2 separate regions of the Nomascus leucogenys genome follow, and region 1 is linked to region 2. A link is a contact called in public Hi-C data. All regions are on one chromosome and are shown on one strand. The core of a region is the stretch at or near the end of the contact, and the rest is flanking DNA. Distances in the headings are between cores, read along the strand shown. Region 1 holds the start of CDH15 (cadherin-15). Region 2 holds the start of TRAPPC2L (trafficking protein particle complex subunit 2-like protein).

Region 1 (6,442 bases), core at 3,293-5,792, 310 kb after region 2:
CTTGCTGGGGCCTGGCCCGACCTCAGGAGTGCCTGCTGGCCTGGCCACCCTTGCACCTTCGCCTCAGCCATCGGGGAGGCTGGGGTGGTCTCCGGGCCAACGCCAGGTGAGACCTCAGATGAGCTGCCTCCCCCTTCCCAGTGCTCGGGGCCAGGGGAAGGGAGGCGGGCGTGGACCACACTCGCAGCCCTCCCCTGGGTCATGCCCGGCCGCTGGCTTCCCTGATCCCTGCCCGGGTTGGGGCTCCAAGGGCAGGAAGTCAAGGCGTCCATGCTTGGTGACAGTGCTGGGCCAGCCTGGAGAGGGCAGGCATGTCCAGCGTGGAGATGGAAGCAGGGAAGTGCCCATCGTCCCCTCCCAGCTCTGCCCTGAAGACCCTCCAGCAATTGGAGGAGCCAGCTGCCTCTCCCCGACCCGCCTCCCCTGGCGTCCCTGGAGCCACACTGCCCCCTGCTGGGGCTGGCGGGTGTGATGGGCCACCAAGCCAGCAGCCCTGACCCCGCCAGCCCTAAGCCCGCCATTCCTGAGCCCGCCAGCCCTGAGCCAACCCGAGCTCTCACGGCTGCACCTTGAGCCACTGCCTGGTTGGCTCCTCTGTCACTGTGGGGGGATGGGACGCAAGACCAGTGTCAGGGTGGCCGGGCAGGACAGGATCCCACTTCCCCACCTCAGGGACAGGCCTGAGGGAGGCCCGGACAGGCCCGCCACCCCCTGACCCCTCTGTGCCCAACTCCCTGTAGAGCCAGGACTGACCGTCAGGCTCCAGGGACCTGCTGTCCCCAGGTCCTCAGGAGGGGCAGCACCCCCCCCCACCAGCAGCCCCTCCTGTCCTACATGTCCATCTGTCTGTCTGTCCGTCCGTGTGTTTTGAATGCCCAAGATTTTTTAAACAGACTTGTGGAATATTCTTTTCATGTGTGTTGCCGGGGGGGGGTCAGGGAATTCTGAACAAAAACAGCACCCCCATACCTGATGGGACTCCTCTGAGCCCACCTGGACTGACCCCCTGTGGCCGCCAGGGGCAGCTGGTGGCCTGAATGTGGGGGCAGCGTCACCCCTGAGCCCAGAGAGCCGGAGCACAGTGGGGTCCAGGATGGCCCCAGCTACAGACAATGCCTGGCTTCCTCCACGCCCCGAGATCCAGCTGCATCTCCTCTGTCCTGGGGAAATTTACGGGAAACTTATGGGTGGAAGGGCCCTCTGCAGGGCCCACTACCCAGAGCCAGAGCCAGCCACAGGCACTCAGGCCAGGACTCAGGGGCCATGGGGGTTCAGGGGCCGTGGCTGGAGGCCCCAGCCCTTCCAGATCCACTCCCCACCCCTCACTCACTCTGTGGGGACCTTCATCTGCCTAGATGGGCTAGTCTGTGCTCTGACGGCCCCAGGACTGGGTGTCGGCCTCACCCCAGCGCCCTGGCAGCCTCCCCACCAGAGTAGAATGTTGGAAGGGCATGGCCCATGGCCGACACCAGGCTCCCGGCCAGGGCCCACCTGTGTTTGTCTCCTCACCCCGGCCTCCTCCAGCCTCAGGCCCTGCCTGTCAGACGGGGGCACCTGCCCAGGGGGTCCTCAGGGAGCAGTTGCTATCTGCAGAGCAAGCCCCCAGAGCCCCTGCCACAGGCACCCCAGCCTCAGGTCAGGTCTAGAATGGACACAGCCCCCAGATGGAGACCAGGGCCTCCCCACACCGGGATCCCCTCCCTTGGTGTTGGGTGCCACCCAAACTCCCTGGACGTCTCCCCTCTGCCCTCCACGCCCCGCACCCTGGGTAGGAGCCGCCTTCACACCTGCTAACCCCTGCCCTCCAGCCCCCACTACCTCTCCGGTAACGGGGCTGCATCTGGCCTAAGCCCTGGGCCTCCACAGGGCCCCTGTCCAGCACACCTGGCTCAACCCCAGCGTCCTGCATCACGCCTGCCCCCTAGTGGTTGGGGTATGCTGTATATTTATACACTGTAATTACATAAATACAATCTAATAATTGAAGGTCAAGTGCACTGTGCGATTACAGAATCACTCCAGAGCAGACACCATGGCGTCTCAGCTGAAAACCGGCACCCGCCTGCATCTATCGTGAGAAAGTTGGAAATTCCTCAGCCCACCCTGGACCACTGCTTCCGATGTCAGGAGGAGTGGCCCAGGGCTGGGGGGTGGGGGGACCTCTGGGACATCCAGGACTGCAAGGCTTCTGGGGGGTCCGGGACCCTGTTTGTTGTCCCCCAGTTCCTCATACTGGGGAGAGGAAATAGGGTGGGAACTGAGGCTGTGGACAGGGAAGCCCCTCTACACCTCAGCCGGCCCCACCCCCACCCCATGCCCATGAGGTGCGTCCCCCGAGCTGGAGAGTTGAGGTGAGCAAGGCAGAGGGCAGGAGTGATGGGGGTGAGTCCCAAAGGCTCAGGACTGCAGACTCTGGAAAAAGAGGAGAAGGCCCAGAGTGGGGTCCTAACTGGAGGCTTGGGGTGCAGAGGGAGGGTCCGGCTTCTCCAGGTCCACCAGGAAAGCTCTTCTAGGGCTGATGGTCCTGCAGCCGAAAATGTAACCCTCCCCCACTGCACAGGACCTCCAGACTCAGGGTACCGAGCCCTTCCCTGCCACCTTCCTCTGACACAAGGGGAAACTGAGGCCCGGGGGAGAACCTCCAGCCCAAGGCTCCCAGCTGGGACTGGACCCAGGCTCCTGCCTCCTGACCTTCCTGCTGCCCTGGGAGCATGTGGAGTGGGGTCCCTCGCTGGGGGCACCTGTCCCTGGGGGATGGCCCGACAGCCAGGGAGCACGCCCTCCCACAGTGGCCAAGGCGGCTGCCTCCCTGGCCGCGCCCTGCATTTGGGGCTCACCGAGGACCTGGCCCAGCTTAGCCTTTCCCTTAGAGACCCCCACATCCCATGGAGGAGGGATTTGGCCTCCGTTTCTCCCCGAGATGGGTGGGAGGCAGGTGGTTGAAGCGAGGTGGGTGCAGGGTGGAAGCGGAGAGGAGCTGGGGTTGGCAGACGGCAGCCTCCCCAGACCTCTTTCTGTGGGGAGGGCGAGGACTCCTACCTCACTCCCGCAATAGTCCCGTGAGGATGAAAACCAAAAGCACTCAGAGGGCTTCTCCACCCGTATTTTGAGGTCACTGACCACAGAGGCAGGACGGTGGTCCCCAACAGGCTACACCCCAGCCCCAGAGGCCTCCCAGTCTGGAGATGGACTCCCTGCCCTCTCTCATCTTGGAGCAGTGAGCACTAGGGACAGTCCTGGCCTGAGTCTCCCGGGCAGCCCGGCCTCCTTTCAAGCAGGCCAAGTGCACAGATGGTGCCTGCACCTGCACAGCCACCCACAGTCGACATAAGAGCAGAAGCACCGGGCCTGCTCCCATCACAGAGAGGAACGGGCTCCCCAGCCCGGCCCCGAGCTGGTCAGCAACCCCCACTCCCCACCCTGCCTGCTCAAAAGAAAGGGTCCTCCTGCCTCCAGCCCCCTCCACCCTCCCTCCAGGACCTTCCTGACCGTGCGCTGGGCCTGTGCAGGTGTTGAGCCCCACCCACGCCCTCCCAGGGGGCGGGGTCTGGAAGAGGAGAGCAGGTGCCACAGTCAACAGGAGGGAGGGCTTCTGGCCGAGGTGGCAAGGAGGCTCCAGGAAAGGGCAGCGCTGACCTTGGGTGTTGAGGGCTGATGAGAAGGAGTTCTGTAGGAAGGAAGGTGCTCCAGGCAGGGGGCCTCGGGGAACAAGGGGATGCGGGAGGAGGCGCGTGGACTGGGGGAATTGGGGGTGTCCTACGAGCCACGCTGGTATCAGAGGCGTGTGAACTAGAGAGTTCCATACTGAATAGGAGCTGGGCAAAATGAGGCTGCGAGGAGGTGCGTGGAGGGTGGGCCCAGTGTTCAGTGGGATACGGGGAGGCGCAGGAGACGCAGCCAGAGCGGCGAGGGGCCCAAGGAAGTGCTCAGGAGGCGTCCCCCGGTAGGGACTGCAGTGCAGACGCCCTGGAGCAGGGGCGAGCCGGGCCCAAGGAGCAGGAAATGAAGAAGCCACGAATCCCAGATGGTCCCTGACCCGGCCGCACCCACCCTGCCTTGCCCACAGCCTGGCCTCTGGCTCTGCTCCCAACGCAGCAGCCGGGGTATCTCCGACCTAGCCCTACCCCTGCCCGCTGGAGCCCCGCACAAGCTATCACTCAGCCCTCGGCCCCGCCCCGGCCCCACCCCATCCTCTCACAAGGTGTCAATCAACCCTCGGCCCCGCCCCGCCCGCCCCTTCCTCCTCTGGCTCCGCCCCACCAGCCTCGTGCGGTCACCGCCCCGCAGGCGCACCTGCGCTGTCACTCAGCCCTCGGCCCCGGCCCCGCCCACCTGCCCCACTCGCACACGGGCTGTCACTCAGCCTCCGGCCCCGCCCTAGCCGCCAGAGGCTCCGCCCCACCCGCCTGCCCACACGCTGTCACTCAGCCTTAGCCCTGCCCAGGCCGGCCCTCGGCCCGTCAGAGGCCTCCTTCGTGCTGTCACTCAGCCCTTGCCCTGCCCCTCCCCGCCCCCCTCACACGTGCTGTCTCTGGCCCTGGCCCGCCCGGCGCACTTGCGCTGTCACTCAGCCTGGACGCGCTCCTTCGGGTCGCGGGTGCACTCCCGACCCGCTCCCGCCCCGGCCCCGATGGACGCCGCGCTCCTCCTCGTCCTCGGGCTGTTGGCCCAGGTAAGGCATCGGCACCTGCGGGGGTCCCCGCTGCCTCCCTCGGCCCTGCGGGACAGTGTCTTCAGCTGCAGCCGCACAGGTCTCCCCCAGAACCGCTGGCCCTGGCCGCCTTTGGGGGCCTGTGACCTGAGTGGCCCCGGGTGGGTCCGTGGGCTGGGGGCAGCACCCCAGGGGTTGTGGGGAGGGAGTGTAACCAAACACTCCACCTGGTGGAATCACCCCCAGGACTGCAGAGTCCTGCTGGGGTCAGGGACCCCAGGCAGGGACCACCCAGGTAGCCGTGCCCTCTCTTTGGAGGAACCCCTGCCGGGGTCTGGGGGCTTGCCAGTCTTGAGTGGAGCAGAGAGAGAGGGGGAACGGCAGGAGTGCCCCTCTCTGGGGGGTCTGGGGGCCAGGTTTCCACAGGGGCTCCCTGCGGTGGGCTCAGGACCCCTGGCTAGTCTTGGGTGATGTCCAAATCCCCCACCGCAAGTTCCCGGCCAGCAGGGGTGGCTGCAGGCCCTGCCCCCAGGAACTCACACTCACGGCTACTTCTCGATTGGGAGGTCCCAGCCCGAGCCAGGTCCCAACACACAGGGCCTTGTAGACTGGCGTGTGGCAGCCCTGGGGGCTCTGTTTGTGGGATTCACCTGGGACCCTGCCGCAGCTGCCTGGGGTGATCAGGCCTGGGGGCCCAGCCCCCAGAGCCTGCTGGACTCTGCCCCTAAAAATCTTCTCTGGACTGCTGGCACCATGGTGTCTCCAACGTGGGAGCAAGCCAGCGTGGAAGGAAGCCCAGGCCTCGGCCCCCCACACCCGCCATTTGTACTGCCTAGCTGGAGCCACGTCTCCTCACACCCTAGGGGGACCTAGACATGGAGGATGTGGCCTCAGTGGCTTCAGCCCCCAGGGACTGGGCTGGGCTAAGGCACGGCCGGCTGTGGTTCGGACATCACTGGGCACAAGAGAGCAGCGTCTCTCTTGCCAATTCAAGAGAGAATGCACACAAAGGGCTTAGCGGTGCTCACAGCATTCATTGCTCTTGTGGTCCTAGGGTGGTCAGGGAGTGCTGGACACAGCGAGTAAGGGAAGCCACTCCTTTCCCAGCCCCCACTGAAGGGGCTTCCTGAGTCCCCTCATTCCCACAGGCCTCCCAGCTCCAGCTGGCTCCAATTTCAGCCCCTGGCAGCTGACCAGGCGCCTGGCCAGCCAGACCCTCCAGCAGCTGCCCCTGAGGGGCACCATGGCTCCTGCCACCCCCCACTCCCCCATCTGGAGACAGTGGCGGGGGAGACAGTGGTTCAGCATGCGTGCTCAGCCCCCAGCCCTCCACCCCTCAGCCCTCCCAGGACCGCAGGCTGGGGGGCTGCATGCCTCCAGGGCCCTTCCCCACCTGCTCTGGGGACAGCGTTTCTTCCCTGGCACCGCAACCCGGGGCATGGTGGCGGGGAGGCCGGCGCCTGTGAAAACATTCCTCGAGACCTCTTCCTTTGGATTTGGGAGTGTTTGCCTTTCAACAGGCCCCAGGGGGGCTCTGTGGCAGGTGGGGAGGCAGGCAGGACCTCTCCCTCCCCAGAAGTCTCCCCTCTCACTGTCCCTTCTTTTCGCCCCCAGGGCTGGGGGACAATAGCACCCTCCCCTGACAGCTGGAGGCTGGGGGAGGTGGTGGAGGTGGGGGTCAGCTGGCAAGGGGACTATAGCCAAGGCTCGAATTCACTCCGCTGTGAGGCAAAATATGTCAGTGTCAGGACCCTGCCTGCCCCTCCCCCAGCAGCTCAGCTTTCAGGACTG
Region 2 (6,053 bases), core at 2,128-4,627:
GTAGGGCCGTCCTGGGGAGTGCAGGTGGACCTGTCCTTGCCCTGGCCGGCTCAGCTCCCCCTGGACAGGTGGGGGCTCCTGCCAGCTGCTCTCACCCTTGAGTCCCAGCTTCCCATTCTGGTCCCGACTCTGGGGGCAGTGGTTCTCTCCCCAGTCAGTGTGACCAGTTGGAGAGTGGCTTCTGGCCATGAGGGCTGCAATAAGCTAGTTTTGGGGACACCCCTTTTCTGAAACTGCACTTGCTTAGATGAAAGGGGGGTCCAGGCCCCCCACTGCCCAGCCACAGAGGACTGGATAGGGGGAGACTGGGCTGGAGGCAGCCGGTCCATGAAGGGCCATGCTCCAAAATCTGAACTTGAGACACGCACACTCGTCCTCAAGTGGTGCCGGGCCCAGGGCTGTGGGTCACCAAGCCATCCCATGTCATGCCAGAGCCCGAATGACCTGTTGCAGGTTCAGTCACCAGTGCCCTGGCAGAAACAACTGGTCTGCAGTCCAGGAAGAGGTGTGGACAGGGCTGCGGAGGAAGCCCCGGACTCCGAGGAGAGAAGACAGCCTGTGAGGACCCATTGCACCCTGGGCCACGTCAGGGCACCTCGGGGCTCCACCGCGAGCTTCTGTGGCTCTCACCTGCCAGCATCCCTGCCCCGTCCTGGTAGCTGCACCATGGGCCCTTCAGGGAACCCCCTCTGTGCTGGGTCCAGGCAGATGAGATGATCAGGGGGAGTCTCCCTTCTGGGGTAGGCCCGAGGCTCTGAGGCCTGGCTGGACAGCTCAGCATGCGCCCCTCCCCCAGTGTGCTTGGCGCAGGGCCGAGACCCACATCAGGCTCACATGACACAGGGGCAGAGCCAACCTCCCACTGGGTCTGCTGACTGCAGTGGGTGACTTGGAGTCACCTAGGACCATCACAGGCTGAGTGAGGATGTGGCCAGTTCAGAGACAGCAGAGCCACGAAAGGGGAAACTCGCCAGGCGGCCCTGGTCTGTCGAGTCAGAAGGGCCAGGAAATTCCCACTTTTGCTTGTCACTTTGACTTCATTTTCTGCTGTCGGCATCAGAAAGTCCTCACAAGTACACCTACAGGCCAGGACAGAGCTCCTCTGGGGTTCTTTAGGCGTCAGCTGCCAAAGGACCCCACAAGCCACACAGAGGAGACCACAGAACAGGTGCCCAGGTGGGCGGCACTTATCCTGTCACCCTCCCCCACACGTGCCCTGGTGGCCACACCCCACCCCTCCACCCTGCACGCCTGAACCCTTGCTGTCCTATGGAAACACAGGGTGAGACCACATGCAATTCCGTATTTACCAGGAGCCACGATAGAAAAGCAGAAGTAGGTGAAATACAGACTAACTTTATATTTTATTTAACCCAACATATCCAAAATATTATTTCGACAAGTCTTCAACATAAAAAATTATTCATGAGCTGCCCCGCCTCAGCCCTCTGTCCTCTGAGAAAATCAGGAAAGGCAGAAGCTGAACAGGGAGGCTTCACCTATAGAGCCCAGCTCACCCAGCGAAGCTATGCTGGCCCCGAGGGAGTTACACAATGAAAAGAAGAAATTCTGAAACAAAGTATCTATACTGGCCCAGAGGAACTTACACAATGAAAAGATGAAATTCTGAAACAAAGTATCTACACTAGCCCAGAGGAACTTAAAAAGTGAAAGGATGAAATTCTGAAGCAAAGTATCTTTAGGAAAGAGATACCACTCAGTGCTGAGAAAGGCCTGCCCACTGCTGTCAGGACACGGACCCTTGGGGGCTGGAGAGCGTGCTCTGGAAAGCAGTCAGTGCACACAAATAGACATATGAGATGGAAAAGCAGCTGCCCAGGACTGTCAGCTGTCACCCTGGGTGGGGAAATTATGGATGGTGTCTGTTATCTTTTCAAGTATATCTTTATGATAAAAAACCATTAATTTAATAAAATTGTTAAGCTCACTTCACATTTTACATTATTTTTTTTTCACCAAGTCTTCTAAATCTGTGTATTTTACACGACCAGCACCTTCCAATTCCGACAGCCATGACTGCCCAGTCCTAGCGTGCAGCCTGTGGCCCCCACTGGTCAGCACAGGTGGGTCTGAAGGCCCCTGTCAGGGTCTCTGCTGGTCTGGAGCCAGCACACAGGGGCTGAGCGACATCGACGGCCCAAAACTGTCTGGTATTCGGTGTCGTCCCAGTCCTCACACACAACGTGAGCACAGCGGGACAGGTGTGACCCCCCCAGGTGAGGCGGCTGAGGTTCAAGAGTGGAAGTGACCCCCCAGCTTGGAGACACCCCAGGTGTGTCTGGGGTCCTGCACGGTGACCCGTGCCCCAGGCAGACTCATTCCTGAGTCTCCAGGGGGCTCCCACAAGGAGTTAGGGACGGAGGCCTCCAGGCCGGCTCTGTGACCCCGACCCCGCACCTGCCCACCAGGAGACATTCCAGCCTTTCAGTTCTTCAGACCTCAGGGACACCTGACCTTTGCTCAGCGTTCTTCAGGGAACAGAGACAGCCACCAGGTAAGACTGGAGCCCAGCGGGGGGACCCGGAGGCCAGAGGTGGCGGGAGTGATTCCCAGGGCGACGCAGCTCTCAGGCAGAGCGGCAGGAGCAGCCCCTTCCTCCCTTTGGGGAGGCCACGCTGCGCGCCCACCTTCCCAAGAGTAGAGAGCGGGAAAGGTCAGACGGGGGAGGCAGGGCCCAGTAGCACGCCGGCCACCCACCTGCGAGGGAGGACGCTGTCCCGGTCACGCTGCAGTTGCAGCGCGTGTGGTGACCGCTGACCGCCGAGACCCCACGCCTGGATCCCGCGGCCACTCCCCGCGGGGCCTCCCCCCACCCCGCAAGGGGATACCCCCCTTCCCCTCCTCCCCGCGCGGGACCCCCCCACCTTCCCCGCACCCCGCCCGCCCTCCCCCCACCCCCCCCTCCCCACCCCCCACCCCCCCCTCCCCCACCCCCCCCCCCCCCCCCCTCCCCGACCCCCCCCCCCCCCCCCCCCCACCCCCCTCCCCGACCCCCACCGCCACCTCGCTCCACCCCGGCCCTGCCCCGTCCCACCGCCCGCACTCACGTCGTCCATGAGCAGGAGCAGGATGTTGGGGGGCTGCGGGGCGCCCGAGGCCCCCATCCCCGCGGCGCTGAGCACCAGCAACAGCCGCCACCACCTCGTCGCCGCGACAACCGCCGCCATGGCAACCACGGGAGCCTCGGAGCCCGGGCCAGCGAGCCGACCTAGCGAACGTCCGCCGGCCCTTCCGGCTGGGCTGCGGGGCGGGGCCTGGACGGCCACGTGACCAGAGGGGCGGGGCCAGAGTCCGCGGAGGGACGGGAGGCGGGGCCTGGACCTACTCGTGACCAGCGGGGCGGGGCCTGAGCCAGCTGCGTGACTGGCGGGGCGGGGTTTGGGAGGCCGCGTGACCAGCGGCGGGTCACGTGATGCGGTGCCTGGCGCCGGGCCTCCCAAGATGGCGGTGTGCATCGCGGTGATCGCCAAGGAGGTGCGTACGCGCGGCGTGGGGCGTCCGGGCCCGCACCATCCTCGCCTCTCCGCTTTCTTTCCCCTTCTTCCCTGGGCCTAGAAGGCACCTTAGGAAATGGGACCTGGAGGAGGCCTTCCCCGAGCTCCAGCGGTCAGGGGCTTCGCAGTGGACGAGCCGCCAGGCAGACCCTGAGACCCCAGTTCCGCGCTCGCCCGTCCCGCTGCTGAACGCACCCCTCGACGCCCCAGGTCTCCTCCCCGCCAGGACCCACCAGAAACCTAGGTGGTCCCGGGCACTGCCTCCGTCCTCCGTCCTCAGCAGGTTCTGCCCGTTCTCCCGTCCAGCGCTGGTTCCCCGCGGACGGCGGCCCCGGCCCTCCTGCCAGTATCCCCGGAGCCGAGTTAAAAACAAATCGGATCCTGTCACGCCTCTGCCTGAGACCTCTGCAGTGGCTTCTCGTTGCCTTAGGATGGTGTCTGAATAACCTGGTCTGGGATCCTTTCCCCCCCATAACCCTTGGCACCCTCCGCTCCAACCAAACAATTCTGCAGCTCCCTGGACATGCTCTGCCCTCTTACCTCTCAGCCTTTGCACGCGGAACACCTCTCCCCAGCTCCCATCCTCTTTACTGGCCCACATATATTTCAACTGGAAAGCATTTTCTGAAGGCTAAGACTGACCTGGGTGGCTGTCCACCCTCCTGCTGCACGGAGCCTTCGTTTCCTAGCCAGGGTCTCCCCTGAGACCGGACTCGAGGCCGCTCCCTGCTGGGCGGTGACTGCTGCTAAGCTGCTCATGGGCTTCCCTCTTGGCCACAGATGATCATTTGCTTGTTTGTGGGTTTATTGACTAGGTATCACTCCCCACGAGGGTAGCGAGGACTCTTGTTCACTGTATTTCTGCAGGACCTAGTGCTGAACAGACAGGGTAAATGGCGGTGTGTGAAAGCCCAAGAAAGAAGCTGTTAATGCTGGTCTTACAATGGTCAGAAATGCAGAGATGAAGGGAATTTGAGCTGAGTCTTGAAGAGTTTAGTAAAAGGGCCGCTGTCAAGGTGAAGAAAAGCCAGTATTTAGGGTGCTGTATTTGGGTGACCCATGCAGAGTTAGAGGTGGGCTGAGGCAGAGTGGCCTCCAGGAGAAGATGAGAGGCCTGCCCAGGTGCCAGGCTTGCTCGGCAGGCTGTGCTCAGGCCCATTTTTCTGATTCATTTTTTCTTTTCTGCCCACCCTACTGCTGCTGCTTTGCAAACAACACATAAGTCTCTTTAGGTCACATGGGATTCCCTGAAGGCAGTGCCCACTGCGGCATGGAGAATGAAGCGGTGGGCCTTAGAGAAGGGGAATGCATTTCCCAGGTGGCTGCAGGTCATGGCTCTGCAGCCTAGTTCGGAGCTGGTGTGCGCTGGGTGGAGTCTTGTCCTTTCAGTGGCCGTCATCCTTTCTTGCAGAATTACCCGCTCTATATTCGCAGCACCCCTATGGAGAACGAGCTGAAGTTCCACTACATGGTGCACACGTCTCTGGACGTGGTGGATGAGAAGATCTCCGCGATGGGGAAGGCCCTGGTCGACCAGAGGGAGCTGTACTTGGGCCTGCTCTACCCCACGGAGGACTACAAGGTGTATCTTTCAGGGCAGGGTGTGTGTCAGGGAGGACCTACAATTGCAAGGTGTACTTTAGGATCAGATAACTTGAAACTTTTGAGAAGAAAAAAAAAAAGAGGTGAGAGTTTTTAGCCAGCCAGGGAATTAGGGAAGCCTGAGGTGAGTGAAGGCCTCTAACTCTTCTCTCTCTTTTATTGGAAGAGTCATTTGGGAAAAGCAAGGCTAGAATTCCCTGTAGGATGTTTTGGTTTGCATGTGTCCGTTGTCTGGTTTGCAGAGGAACTGGGACACTTCTGCTTTGTACCTGCAAGGATTTCTTTCTGTGCTTTTCAAGGGGAGCCACCACCTTTGAGCAGGGGATAACAGTTTCATTTATTTTCTTAGGCCTTGCCTCGTACGTCACTAGACACTCTCGTCTAGTCCCTTGGGACAGATCACTTGAGGCCATGGAGTTCAAAGACCTTCCCAAAAGCAGTAATGTAGCTTGTCCATGGTGACATTTGCTAGTAGCCACTATTTTACAAGATAATGTGGCCTCTAGAGATGGGATCTGCCTTGTTTATGAAGCCTCTGGTTTTGCAGTTAACTTTCTGGGCCAGGCATTGATTCATAAAGAGGGTGAGGTGTTCCAGACAGACAGAGTCTAGGTGGTTCGGCTCCTGGAGTGTGAACTGGGTAAGGCTTGGCTGCCTGCTCTTTGCTTCTCCTGCAAACACCAGACGTCGCCCTAGCAAAGTATTTAGGCTTGTACCCAGCACGGCCACTGCAGGACCAGCCCAGCCTGGGCATTTCCTGTGATTCAAGGTTGCCACGTTTCTCCAAAGTGAGGGCCCGCAGAGGGCCCTCCGCCGGCAGTCCCTGTGTTACGAGTGCCTTCCCTAACCAGCTGTGCAGATACGGCTACGTCACCAACTCCAAGGTGAAGTTTGTCATGGTGGTGGATTCCTCCAACACAGCCCTTCGAGACAACG

The links. Hi-C and Micro-C count contacts between places; a contact is called where the count stands out from the background.
Region 1: a contact with region 2 is called in a Hi-C map of a lymphoblastoid cell line, with 3 times the contacts expected there. The contact joins the promoter of CDH15 here to the promoter of TRAPPC2L in region 2. A contact is called at or near these places in 2 of 4 Hi-C or Micro-C datasets (both in a lymphoblastoid cell line).

Annotation. Positions count from the first base shown.
Region 1 is chr2:155,344,236-155,350,677 of Asia_NLE_v1, forward strand. CDH15 (cadherin-15) reads left to right here and starts at 4,543. Exons shown (of 14, transcript XM_030820454.1): 1 at 4,543-4,672. The coding sequence starts at 4,631. It also overlaps the pseudogene LOC105739403.
Region 2 is chr2:155,038,632-155,044,684 of Asia_NLE_v1, forward strand. TRAPPC2L (trafficking protein particle complex subunit 2-like protein) reads left to right here and starts at 3,378. Exons shown (of 5, transcript XM_003280611.4): 1 at 3,378-3,495; 2 at 4,927-5,099; 3 at 5,977-6,053. The coding sequence starts at 3,463. GALNS (N-acetylgalactosamine-6-sulfatase) reads right to left here and starts at 3,300. Exons shown (of 13, transcript XM_030820297.1): 1 at 3,069-3,300.